Linked DNA regions of Mus musculus: region 1 is linked to region 2. Evidence: chromatin contacts called from public Hi-C data. All regions are on one chromosome and are shown on one strand. Each heading gives the region's core, a stretch centred on a gene start, on an enhancer-like site or on the middle of the called end of the contact. The rest is flanking DNA. Distances are from core to core; before and after follow the strand shown. Region 1 overlaps Arhgap21 (Rho GTPase activating protein 21). Region 2 has its middle 65 kb from the start of Enkur.

What was found. Hi-C and Micro-C count contacts between places; a contact is called where the count stands out from the background.
Region 1: a contact with region 2 is called in a Hi-C map of cerebral cortex, with 4 times the contacts expected there. The contact joins two enhancer-like sites. A contact is called at or near these places in 6 of 484 Hi-C or Micro-C datasets (Sertoli cells, cardiomyocytes, cerebral cortex and 3 more) and 7 of 115 datasets of contacts at active chromatin or transcription factors (bone marrow-derived macrophages, cardiomyocytes, embryonic stem cells and 2 more).

Annotation. Positions count from the first base shown.
Region 1 is chr2:20,895,997-20,902,672 of GRCm38.p6, forward strand. The region is part of intron 3 of Arhgap21 (Rho GTPase activating protein 21); the gene reads right to left. Among named protein-coding and RNA genes, the nearest start is that of Arhgap21, 68 kb to the right of the region's middle. Within about 2 kb of position 3,510, at least 124 of the 459 cell types and tissues checked have an H3K27ac peak or open chromatin away from gene starts, as enhancers often do. A contact at or near this core is called in cerebral cortex, where this site is marked.
Region 2 is chr2:21,136,812-21,143,419 of GRCm38.p6, forward strand. It overlaps the pseudogene Gm13377. Among named protein-coding and RNA genes, the nearest start is that of Enkur, 65 kb to the right of the region's middle. Within about 2 kb of position 5,095, at least 166 of the 459 cell types and tissues checked have an H3K27ac peak or open chromatin away from gene starts, as enhancers often do. A contact at or near this core is called in cerebral cortex, where this site is marked.

The DNA.
Region 1 (6,676 bases), core at 2,260-4,759, 240 kb before region 2:
TTACACACTCTCTCTCTCTCCACACACACACACACACACACACACACACACACACACAAACACACAACCTCAAAACCATAATTACTACTGCCAAAGAAAAAGAAACCATGAATCTGAGAAGGAAGGGATGTGGATATATATGAGAGGTTGAAGAAAAGAAAGATATAATCTCAAAACACAAATTAAAATAAAAATAGTATTTATAAGGTTTAGTTTATAAAAAAATCTAAATTTCTTTTTCTTCACATAGTTTTTAACTATAAGGAACATGTAAGACTGGGAATTTGCAAAAGAGAGCATTGGTTGATTTTTCAAGGGAACGGTGGAGACTGGAGACTGAACCTACTGAAATGTCAACTTCTTTAGATCAATGCAAATAATGAATAGCTGTTATACATATAAAAACAAACTGAGGACAGATCACTGCAAATTATTGGTCAATGAGACTTCGGTCTTACACACTGACCAAAAAAAGAAGAAGAGGACAAGTCCCTCTTCTAGCGTATGTCAAGTAGAAACAACCAGCACAGCGACCATTATAGAAAACAGTACAAAACTTCCTTCTCACAAATTCTAGCACCTCCTTTTGGCTGCTCATCCAGCCAAAGGCAATGACGTCAGTGGACGAAGCCCTGTGCTTCATGTTTACTGTGACACTGACTCTACTCTGCAGCTCAAGCTGCCCAGGAATGCACCCACAGGCTGACTTCAAACTTACAGCAACCCTCCTCTCTCAGAAGTTCAAAAGCTGGGATTACAGGCATGAGTTACCACATTCAGCTATAAAAGCTACTTTAAGACCCTAACAGAGACATAGTACCTAATGTTAAAAATATTTGTGTGGCAGAGTGTTGGCAGAGCATGCCTTTAAACCCAGCACATGGAGGCAGGAGAAGCAGGAGAAGCAGGAGAGGCAGGAAGCAAAGGCAGGTAGCTCTCTTGTGAGTTTGAGGCCAGCCTGGTCTACATAGTTCAAGGACAGTGGGACTGCACAGAGAAACCTTGTCTTGAAAACAAAAACAAAAACAAACAAAAAGCATGCATTTTGTAATCAAACATTAAAATACTATAGCTGATTGTTAGCCTGTGTTTTTTCTTTTTTCTTTTCTTTTGTGGTATGAGGAAAATCAACAGAGAGATGGGGAAAAGTAAATTATTAAGTCAAGCTGTTCTCCATAGTCTATTCAAGATGAGTGTGATGGTTTGTATAACGCCTGACCCAGGGAGTGGCACTATTAGGAGGAATGGCCTTATTGGAGAAAGTGTGTCACTGTGGGGGTAAGCTTTGAGACCCTCCTCTTAGTCACATAGGAGCCAGTCTTCTCTTTGCCTTCTAAACAAGATATAGAGCTCTCAGCTCCTCTAGCGCCATCCCTGCCTGGATGCTGCCATGCTTCACGCCATGATGATAATGGATTGAACCTCAGATTCTGTAAGCCAGCCCCAATTAAATGCTGTCTTTACAAGAGTTACCTGGGTCCTGGTGTCTCTTCACAGCAGTAAAACCCAAACTAAGAAGACAATATACTCATTTTCAAAATGCTAGTTAATACATTCAAGTTTTACCTCCCAATCTGCAGATCTGACAACTTTAGGAATCCTAATCTCAAATTATAATAATCTCTGAATGGGATCCAGATGAAGACCTGTCACATTTCAATCACAATTTCATATAGTAGAAGCAAGCATATACTCTCTTTTTTTTTTTTTTTTAAGACTTATTTATTATTATATGTAAGTACACTGTAGCTGTCGTCAGACACACCAGAAGAGGGAGTCAGATCTTGTTACGGATGGTTGCACACCAGAAGAGGGAGTCAGATCTTGTTACGGATGGTTGTGAGCCACCATGTGGTTGCTGGGATTTGAACTCTGGACCTTTGGAAGAGCAGTCGGGTGCTCTTACCCACTGAGCCATCTCACCAGCCCCGCATATACTCTCTTAATGCAACCTGACCTTCAAGCAATGGAGTAAAATAAACCAGTTTAAAACTGTAAAAAGTAAACTATGTTTGAAATTACTCATGTTAAACTTTTTCAGATAAAAGACATTTAATTATAAAAACTTTTTTTGTCATGGGAGTGTTTCATACATTCAGAACCAGAGATGCTAACAGCACAAAGCCCCAGGAGACTAGGGAACCAAGAAAATCACATTTCATATAAGCCCACTCGCACCCATATAAAGCTTTTAAAGTTAAATCCCAGATGCCAGTTCATTCATAAACCCTATAGATATTTGGGCAGGCATAGCTGAAAGATAAGAACTTTAGTATTAACCTGCTGGCAAAACCAAAATGCTGCACTGGGTGTCTACAATGGAGTACTCTGCACAATGGAGTTTCGTTCACATAGAAGCTGAGCACAAGGCAATCTTTTACCTTAAGTATCCACTTAACACTAAGAACTGACAAAGCTCCCAAAGCCGTGAGACAAATTCAGAAAGGGCTCACACGTGAAAATCACAAGACACCCCCAGGTTAAGTTTATAAACAAGATACCTGTGGGTGTGCTTGCTTATATACTCAAATCCTGTGAGTTTACTGGGCATCTACTCGTTTACAAATTAAAATTATCTGAGTTTATAGTCAATCTTCTTAGCTATATACTTAATATACTTATACACTTAGCTACATACTCAAATCCCGTAAGTTTACAGTGGACTTGCTCAGTTATACATTAAAATCCTGTGAGTTTATAGAAAATACGCTGCGCAGAAATCTCAAGTGCACAGAATGGATGTAACGGATGCTCAGTAAGTAACTGCTATCTACTTCAAAACCTCAGCCTGGACAATGCTAACAGTAAACAGCCTGAAGCTGTCTGGCCTTCCCAGTACAGGGACAGGGTAGGCAACAGAAGAGCCAGCGTACCTCCACTAGGGGTCAGACATGAATCAGTTTTAGAGCTATAGCTGGGCAGAAACACTGTGGGAGCCTGTTATCCAACAAATACTTCCCCCTAGTTCTCTCTGAATGAACAGTCCGTAACCGCCTTTCAGAGCACTTGGAGTTCAGTAATGTTAGTCTTTTCCCTTGTTTCAGGAGCTTCATAAATGATGTCTATGTCTAGAGTCAGAGCCCTGTTGTTTCTGCTTTGCGAGGTTGTAAATTTCTCTGACAACCCAGACAAATTTGTTAATCATAAGCAACAACTTCCCATCTCTGGATTTATACACTGTTCAACCCCTGAACTAATAAGCTTATCAAGGCTGTCCTCTGTGTGCTCTCTGTTTCTTCTGTACATTTATTAGAAACATATACACCCACAAATTTACACATAAAACACGGGAAGATGGAAATATAAGATGATGTTTTAAGCATAGAAACTATTTTGAATTTGAAAAAAAAAAATCCTTGCCCTACAGCCCTATGTTTCACCTGAGAGTGGGAAAATGGTGAAGCGGTTAGTGTGAGATGACTGTGGACACCGCCACACAGTGAGAAGGAAAGGGGCGCAGAAGGCACGTTTCATTAACCGGCCGGCCGAGGAAGTGCACTATATCACATGACATTTTCAACACTCTGAAGGAAGTGAGGCTAGAGGCAGCACGCTTCCTTCCACGCAATCAGCCTAGTGTGTCTGGCTCATGGTGCAGACTGCACAGATGTTTGCTAAATGAATGAACAAACAAAAAATGTATTTCTTAATTCTTAACTGTCCTCACACTTAGCTTTGAATATTTCTGCTCTGTTTTTATGTCAAAGATGAGAAGTTATCTGTTGAACATTGAAAGCAGGGGGCTGCAATTCCCACAATAAACACTGATTAAGTTAGGAGTCACATACTTTCTATGTAGGCTATGGAAAGCAATGAGGAACAAGATCCGGGCTCTCCAGCAGGAGAGCTATGAACTATGCCTGGGCAGGGCGAAGCCAGAGGAAACTCTGGTGGAGGTCCGTAGCGGTCCTGACGTGCAAATCGGTCGTCCGACCTGGGTATAGGGGCGAAAGACTAATCGAACCATCTAGTAGCTGGTTCCCTCCGAAGTTTCCCTCAGGATAGCTGGCGCTCTCGCTCTTTTCCCGACGTACGCAGTTTTATCCGGTAAAGCGAATGATTAGAGGTCTTGGGGCCGAAACGATCTCAACCTATTCTCAAACTTTAAATGGGTAAGAAGCCCGGCTCGCTGGCGTGGAGCCGGGCGTGGAATGCGAGTGCCTAGTGGGCCACTTTTGGTAAGCAGAACTGGCGCTGCGGGATGAACCGAACGCATATGTTATTCTTCACCCACACCTCCACTGCACAGGGAGGACGGCACCTGGGCACTGCCTTTTCTGCCGCCCTTCCAGGGAAAGTTAATAGAGATAGCCAGCAGCACACTCGCTCTGGCACATGCTACAGCCTCAGCCACACAGCGGGCACCGTCTCCTACAAGGACAACATCCAGTGTGATACCTGGCCTGCCCTGCCTCCGCCCTTTCAATCCTTAAACATCTGAAGTTTCCTTTTATGAACAAAAACTGAGTTGGGAGGGTGGAGACACATCTTAGGAGTAAAGTGTGGAAGTTGAGGAGTTTTAACAAGCATGGGTGGTGCTTCACACAATGAACTGTCTGTCCCTAATGAACATTTAAACGTGAGGACTATCTCTCCCTCAGGAGGCAAGCCTGTTGCTTTCCTCCAAAGACCAGACACAGGAGGAGGTGAACACTGGTTCTGTGACCCTGGTTGTAAGTTATGCAGCAGCTAGGAAAAGCCAGCTTAAAACCACCTAATTACAGTACTGTCTGGGGCAATACTACTAAGAAAAAGCCAGAGAAGAGAGCCATGTTTTAGAGGCGGCTCAAACCCTAGTGTGAATCTCTCTCTAGTTCTCTTACAGTTACTTATCTCTGCCAAAGACTTCCGATTAATTCTCTCTGAAGCTATCTTTCACATTAAAATATTTCATAATAAAGTGTTTAGAACCCTTACAGAGATTTTGAAATCACATCTAGTTTCTTGACTGCCAGGTTAAACTTCATGTATTATGTTTTTCAAGTCTTAAAGTCTTCACCTTAAAAGTGAGTTTCTGACAGCCTCTTTAATCCAGCTCAATTCCTTTCATTATAGATTACCATTCATTATTTTTAAGTAGTATCAAGATTCTCTTTTAAACTTTTCACCTACTGGTTTATTTTATAGAATATGTCTACATTTCTATGTAAGTCCAAGATTGCCCTATTTTTGTTATTTTCTTAAAGACTTTCTTAGTTATTTGAAATATGGTTTCTAAATCACTAGGTACCACTAACCCTGAGTTACCCGGGCTATGGGGAGGGAGAAGGAAGACACAGAGCAGTCACTTAGGAACAGGCCATGGTGGCCATGACAAAAGGTGTCAGCATCCTCCCCTTACCCAACAGGCACTGTGCATACAAGCTCCTACTATGTACCCGGTACCTACTTAATGAAAAACTCAGTCACAGGACGCATTTTCTGTCCTTCATCATCTTTTCTCTGAGAAGAATTCATAGAAATCGTTTCAAAAACATAATGATAAGTAAATGGGGTGGATTTGTAGTTAGCACTTGACTTGGGAGGCTGAGACAGGAGTCACTTGAGCCCAGGAGTCCAAAAGCAGCCAAGTCAACATAAGGAAATCCTGATTCTACAAAAAGAGAGGAGGAGGATGCGGAAGGGGCAAGCACAGAGGGAGCTACGAGGGAAAGTCCATACTCAACAACTCGATATTTTACTTTGCATAATCTAATAACCAATTTTTGCTTCTTGTTTCCTTATTTCCCAGTATCAAACTTGTGTTAGTGCCTTAGTTTCTCGGAACAGGTTAATCAAGAGGCAGGAATTCTCACCTAACTTACCACAGACAGGAACAATCAACAGGCTGTTCTGGGGAGCAAGGATTTCCACAGTGTTATTAATGAACATATCTTCAATCTTTTACTAGCTATGAAACCTACAAAATAACCCTTCAAAAATTGAAACTGCCTACCACTTTTCCATCAGCTTCTTTATTTCAAACAAAAATATGAAAATCTAGACATTTTTAAGAAATGAAAATACTGAATTGCAGTATTTACACAGACTGTGGTAAAGTTTGAGGAGCAAAGGCTCTCCAGTCTCAAGAAGTTCCACTCACCCAACACCAGAGCCCTCAGCTACACTCACTGTCAGGAAATGGCTGAGCACTGAAGGTGCAGAGAAAACCTTACAGCGCATGGGTGTGACAGCGTGCACGTGTGCCTGTGCTTACCTTCAGCAAAGGTATAACCAACTTATGTACGAGTCACAGCAGAAGCCAAGTAAGAAGAGAGTTGTATCTCCAAGATTAGTAGAGAATGGACAAAGCAAAAATGGGGGCAAAACAAAGGCATTTCATTAAATCAAAACTGATTCCAACACAGCACAGCAATCATAGACAGGCAGCAGAAAGAGAAGGAGCATTTCCAAACTAACTACTAAAAGAATGAATATACATTACTTAACTTACCAAACAGAATGCATGAAGAGAAAATAAACAAACAAACAAACAAACAAACTTTTAAGAATCCCTGAATCAACAGACTCTTACAACAAAGATTAAACAAAGGGTGGGAGAGAGGGCTTGGTGGTTTAAGAGCACTGGCTGTCCTCTTAGAGGACAGAGGTTCAATTCCCAGCACCTAAAAAGCAGCCCACAACCATCTGTAACTCTAGTTCTAGGGCAGTGGTTCGCAACCTGTACATCTAGACC
Region 2 (6,608 bases), core at 3,845-6,344:
CACAACTAACAAAAGGGTTCAGACAGTCTCTGATCTCCTCCGAAAGATCATCCCTCTATTTGGTGTCCCCCTTTCTTTCCAATCAGACAATGGTCCTGAATTTACCTCTCAAGTTTCTCAAATCCTACCTAAGGCCCTAGACATCCCCTGGCACTTTCACATCCCTTACCACCTTCAATCTTTAGGCAAGGTAGAAAGAACTAACTGCTCCTTAAAAACCACTCTTGTTAAGCTGTCATAGGAACTTCACCTTGATTGGCTGAAACTCCTATTTCTGGCTCTTTTCAGACTGTGAGCTCTCCCCAAGCGATCTCTCCTCATTTAGCCTTTCAAACACATGTATGGGCATCCAGTCCTAACTCCTGGTTTCTTGCCCAAGTGCTCTCCCCTCCCAGATCATTTGCTTACCCCATTACTTTCTCAACTCCGTTCTCTCCTATGGAACTTTGCTGACCATCACCTACCTCAACCACACTTTGTTTCCTGCCCACTACCTGTTAACATTGGAGACCAAGTCCTTTTATCTCCTCCAGGTCATCAGCCTTCACCCCTTTCTCCTAAATGGCAGGGCCCTTTTAAGGTAATCCTTATAACTCCTACAGCTGCCAAGCTCGAGGGATTCTCTCATTGGGTCCACCTGTCTCACCTGAAACCTTTCATTCCTCCACCTAAAGATGACCCCTCTTCATACACATTGACCCTAACAGGACCGTGCTCTGTTAAGCTCTGGGAGACATCAAGACCACTCGTCTTGTCCCCTATCCCAGAAAAATGAGACTCCACTCTGGCAGCCGAACTCGACTTCGTTGGATGAGACACTGGATTAGTTGTGGTCTTTTTGTCTTTTCCCTGCTGTTCATTTCCATCAAGGGGAGCCCTTACGTCTGGAGATTCAAAGTCCGAAAAACACCCACAGATAACAAACAGGAAAACAGGAAACCCAAATAGGGTCAAATAGGGTCAGGAAACTGTTCCGTAGCTGGGTGCCAAGAACCGATCCAAATCGTCACCGTCCCAGTATCTGTTACCCTAGCTGCATATTATGACCTCTATACTTGCTTTCTCGATGAGCGGACAAAAGATTATTGCAGAAGATGGCCAGACAAATATGGGGGCTGCCCATATTGGTCTTGTGAGATACATATGTTAGGAACACAGATTAGTTATGTCTTCTATTGATTCCAAAAGACACTCTTTTTCTACATACTAGACCCATGGGATCCTAGGTGGGAAACAGGAGTTGCTGGTAAGCTTTACCAAAAAACTCAGCCCAGCTCCCCAGTAAGTACCATCCACATCCAGAGAAAATGTGTCTCAATTGCCCCACCCTTAAATATAGGAAAAGTAGGAGAGATAATCAAACATTCCTTCAGTTTCTTACCTCTTTGACAACCCCCCCTCATGAATATAGTACTAACTTGTCATTCCGCCTTTTGTGTCAGACCTTGACCTCACCTACCAGCTCCTTAATGTCACCAGGCCTGGCTGTTTTAAGGATTGTTGGCTATGTGTACCTCCTGGAACTAACTCACAACTGTCGGTTACAGCGTCTCTGGTGATACTACCAACTAACCTTACCTCACCCCTCGCTAGCTGCCCTAAATCCAATGTTGCCATGACTCCATACCTCACTTCTATCTCGCTCTTTGATGTGGCAAATTGCTTCAAAACCTCTGGGACTTGCTCTGTAGAAACACTGAGTTCTCTAGCCTGCAATAAAACCATAACTCTTGACACATCATCTCTGCCACAATGCCCCTCAGTCCAGAACACGTCAATCCTTTGTGGCACTCAAGTGTATCATCGTCTACTGGCCAGCTGGTCAGGGGTTTGCACGTTGGTATTCCTTTTCCTGGACCTGGGGGTAATTGAGGAAAATGAGCCCCTACCAGTCCCAATTGTAAACATGATAGCTGCCCAACATAAGAAGGCAATTCAAGTTGTGCCACTTTTGGTTGCCATGGGAATAGCTGTGGGTGCTGGTACTGGAATAGCAGGGATAACGACGTCTATGACACAATATAATACATTCACTTCCCAGTTTAAAAGTGATCTTCAGGAAATGACTGAAACTGTGCTTACTATCCAGAAACAGATCGATTCTTTGGCAGCTGTGGTACTTCAAAACCGGCGGGTCGGGGGTGGGCCTAGATCTCCTGACAGCTAAAGAAGGTGGATTTTGTCTGTTCCTCCAAGAAGAATGTTGTTTCTACATCAACCAGTCCAGGAGAGTGAAAAACAGAATCCAGGAGCTACAGGCAGACATCAAAAACTTCAGAGACCGTGAGACCTCCGGTTCTGGGATTTTTGCAAATCCTATATGGAAGTGGATACTCCCTCTCTTAGTCATCTTCCTGGCGTTATTATTTGCCCCTTGTTTCATTAATCTTGTCTCTACCTTCCTTCATCAGACAGATAAAAAAACATTTCTAATCAAACTATTAATCAGCTCCTGTTACAGGACTACCAGCCACTCGCCACAGGAGAGCTGCTGTCCATAAAAGAACCTGATTCAGACGATTACCAAATGGATACCGATGGTGAAAGCCAGATACACCCCCTAGACAGCAGGAAGCAGTTTAAGAGACGCCCTCGCTTCCTTTTCACCATGGGTTTCCCCTTCCCCTTTTCTTTCCTTCTCTTTAGGAGCTCCCCACTAATGGGCTCTTGCCCATCCCCATCCCACGTCCTCTTTTGGCAACATCGGACACTCTTGATCTCATGACCCTGGTAAATCCATTTCCATCGAACTGCTCTCTAGACATCTCCTCCTCCTGCTTGCTTTCTCCCATCCGCTCTTCATTTATGGTCCCTTGATCTGGCTTTGTGTCCACAGTGTGCCTCTCACATCTGGGGGGCTTTCCAGGCATTTGTTCTTAATAGTCGTTTTTACTTCTTCCATTTTATTTTATTCCATTCTTCATTTATCCCCAAAACTAACCTTGAAAACCTGCCAACGGTTTTCCAAATCTGTCCTATCACATTCTGGAGTTTCAAGTATGACTTTCAAGTTGCCTACAGAGCATCCTGACCTGTAACTCCTGAGGGAGTTAGTTTAATGCTAATGCTTGCTCTTTCATATATTCACCCCCCTCCCATCTGGTCTATCATACCCACAGCGACTGGAATGTTTTTATTGTAAAAGCACAAATCAGATATAGTGATCTCTTCTCTGTCCTTGACGTGTATCTCTGTGCCAACGTGGGTTTACCTTCTGTTGCTGCTTGTGAATGTCATTGCAGACTCTTTGATCATATGGGTAAAGACACTGCTCCCGGCCCTGGCTGAATTATCTGGACTGTGTGTTTTTACACCGCTTGCCTGTGTCCCTTCCCAGAATGCAAGTTTCGGGAAGAAGAGTTTGTGTGGTTCCAAAGCTGTAGGAGTGTCGCTCTCGACCAGCAAGAACGACGTGACCACCAGTCCTTCTAACAGCAGTTTATTCCGTCTTCATCTTTCTTCTTTCTCTTCATCAGTACCGTTCCCCAGCTGAAGAGTTCTGAATCCACGCCGGATCCTTCTCAACAGTCTGTTTTACGGGAACACTTTATTAACCGCTCCTTCCCAGTGATGCAGTTCTGAATCCTCCCTGTAGCAGCGGGTCTTCGCTCTTGCCTGAAGATGTTTCTTTTCCCGGGTTTCGGCATCACTTCTGTTGCGCATGCTCAACTGGCCAGGAAGAACGACGCTGCTACAGGATCCTTCTGCACACGTTTATTCAGTCCTGTTTCTTCTTGTTTATATCTCCCTTGTTTATATCTCCCTTGTTTTTATATCTCCCTTGTTTTTATATCTCCCTTGTTTTTATATCTCCCTTGTTTTTATATCTCCCTTGTTTTTATATCTCCCTTGTTTTTATATCTCCCTTGTTTTTATATCTCCCCCGAACCCTGGGCCTCTCACTCTTTTATACTCTCAGTTCCCATCCACGCACAGCAGGCCACGCCCCCTCGCCAGTCACGAGGCTTCAGCTAATCAGGGCAGCAGGGGCAAATCTCCACCAAATTGGATTCACCTGTATCCTGGTACACCTGCGCAGCACTCAAGATGTTTGTGTCTTATATGAGGAAGTCAGGTGCAAGTCATATGACTTAGCTACAGTCCCTGGCACCTTTGGGACTGCCGCCACACCCGCTCCCCACATAGGAGCGGAACCTGGAACTCCTTGAGGAAAGGTAGGTTCCCGATGTTTAACTAAGACCTGTTCAACCTGAACAGTTCTATTTAACCGAGAGGCGTTTCCTTCTGAACCCACTCGTTCTAAATCAATCCATAAACACATCCAATCATTTCCATAAACAGATTAGCTGTGAATTACATGCTGGGCTCTGGAAAGAGGATCTTAATGGCAAACCAGCCTCACCCACCACCTTCACACCTTTTCATTCCAATCCTGGAGTCATAACCACCATCTGCTAGAGCTTAATTTCAAGATTATGGGAGGTGGGTACCCTCCGGTTGACACCTGAATGATCCCCCGAATTGCAGAGGTTTGGATCTGGCCCCACCTTCCATCTTGACACACTGCTGGGTTTTTCTCGCATATCAAGTGAAGGCAGAGGGCACTCTGGCTGCTGGCTTCTGCAGAGTCGCGCTCCACATTCTAAGTTCCAATTGTATTCACTTGCGTTACTTTGCATTTTGGTTGCCCTGAAGAGTTAGTTCTCTGCCGTTTTGAAAACAAAACTCATTGAAGTGCTAATAGGCAGTGCAGAATGGTCTCTCGAGCTGCATGCTGGGGTCTTCCTACACCCGGACTCACAGGCCAGACTCCTTGTGGCTAGCCGAAGTGGGGACTCGGTAGGAGGCAGGCTTCCGGGCCAAAAACCCAGGAGAGAGTGGGAAGGGAGGAGTTACTGGGAACTCTGGATGAAGGAGTGATTTTAGTAGGGTTTTCGTGAGATGGGGTGGAGAGAGGAGGCTTGGATGCGAAGAAGCCAGCGATCTCCGCCCGCAGGAGGAACAAAGCCTTGGCCGTTCTCACCCCAACGCAATTCAGCTAAAGGGGTGGGAGGTGGAAGTGAAGGGGTGCAACGAAGGGAGGAGAGGGGAGGGGCGCGAGCTAAGGGAGCCCGAATCCAGAGTTCGCATTTACCACGACGCCTCGCCTAGAGTCTGGCGCCTTCTCACTGCTCCCGGCCACGTCTCTCGCGGGGAACGCTGGACAGACAGACGCCCGGAGGATGCGTGGGCGTGGGCGGGGGGGTGGGGTGGGGGAGAATGTGGCTGGGCCCGCCCCGCCCCCAGCCTGCGGGCGGGAAAGCTGGGACTAGAGTCGAGCCTCATTCCCAAAGCGGCGCGGGAGCAGCTGTGGAGCAGCGCCTGATGCACCTGAGCGCGCTCCGGGGAGCGTCCCTGGCTTACCGCCCCCCAACCCCCGCCTGCCCCTTTGCCGACTCTGCAGCCCGCGGGGATATGGGACAGGCCTGCGATTCGTTCAGGAGAAAAAGCAGTCCCCTGTTATTTGCCTTCTCAAAGCCCATCGCTGCAGCCCCCAGGCCAGCAATCTCCAAGACTCCTCCCTGCCAGATTTTAAATGCACATTTGTCCCAAGTCAATGCATTAAAAAGAGTCAGTGCAGTGCGTTCTCGAGCATTGGAAGTGGGCCGGAGTATCCCGGAGGACTTCAGAGCTTGGCGTCCTGCCAGGAGTTGGAAAGCTCCACGATCCGAGCCGGCATTTCCTCTGACCAAACCCTAGTGATCCGATGGGTCCAGGGCAGGGACATTTTACAAAATACTGTATCAGATTTACCACTTGACTCTAATTGTCTCAGGTTGTAGCTAAAGGCAATTATTCTACTCTGATTAGGAAGCCTTGTTTTATGAATCTGTTGTTAAACCAACCCCTAATTCCAGCTTTCTAATAGCCCAGCGCCCTGGTTCTTTGTTCTTTCCTCTAAGGTCCTGCTTTCTGGTTATATATCCTTGGTCTCCCATATCATGCCAGAGCCTGCACTCAGCACACTTTGGGTTTAAAGGCCTCACATTAGTTCTCTTGACTATGTCTTCTCCAAAAGATTTTTGCTAGGATAGTGTGTAGTTCAGTGATAGAGCATTTGCCTAGGATGTGAAAAGCCACGGGGTTTCTAAACATAGCAACACACACACACTCACCCACACACACTAGCTTCTTCACTCTTTGGCTAAGATCAAGTGCACACACTGGCAAGAGGAATGCTGGTTGTGTTGCTCTGAAGGGAAAATAGTTACCTATCAATCCATGTTGCCCTAAGTTGGAATAATTGTGTAATAATATTGTACTTATGTTTGGTGGATCAGCCATGCTCAGCACTTTAGCTGTTAATCTCTAAGGACCAGAACTGTGGAAGAAGAGGAGTGTAAGGTGTAGGCTCCCTGACATTAGTCCTTGTGTTTGGTGCCTGGCTGTATCAATGGGTAATGTTCTCTTGCACACAGGTAAATAGTTTCACTCAGAATCATTTTTGTAGCTGCCTTTTGTTTCTGATTTCTTTCTTTAAAACTGACCCAGACAATATTCATCAGCAATATTATTGAAATTTTCAGGAATTGGGATGGAGAGATGGCTCAGTCATCAAGAGCACTTGCTTCTTTTACAGAGGACCAGGGTTCAAATCTCAGCACTCA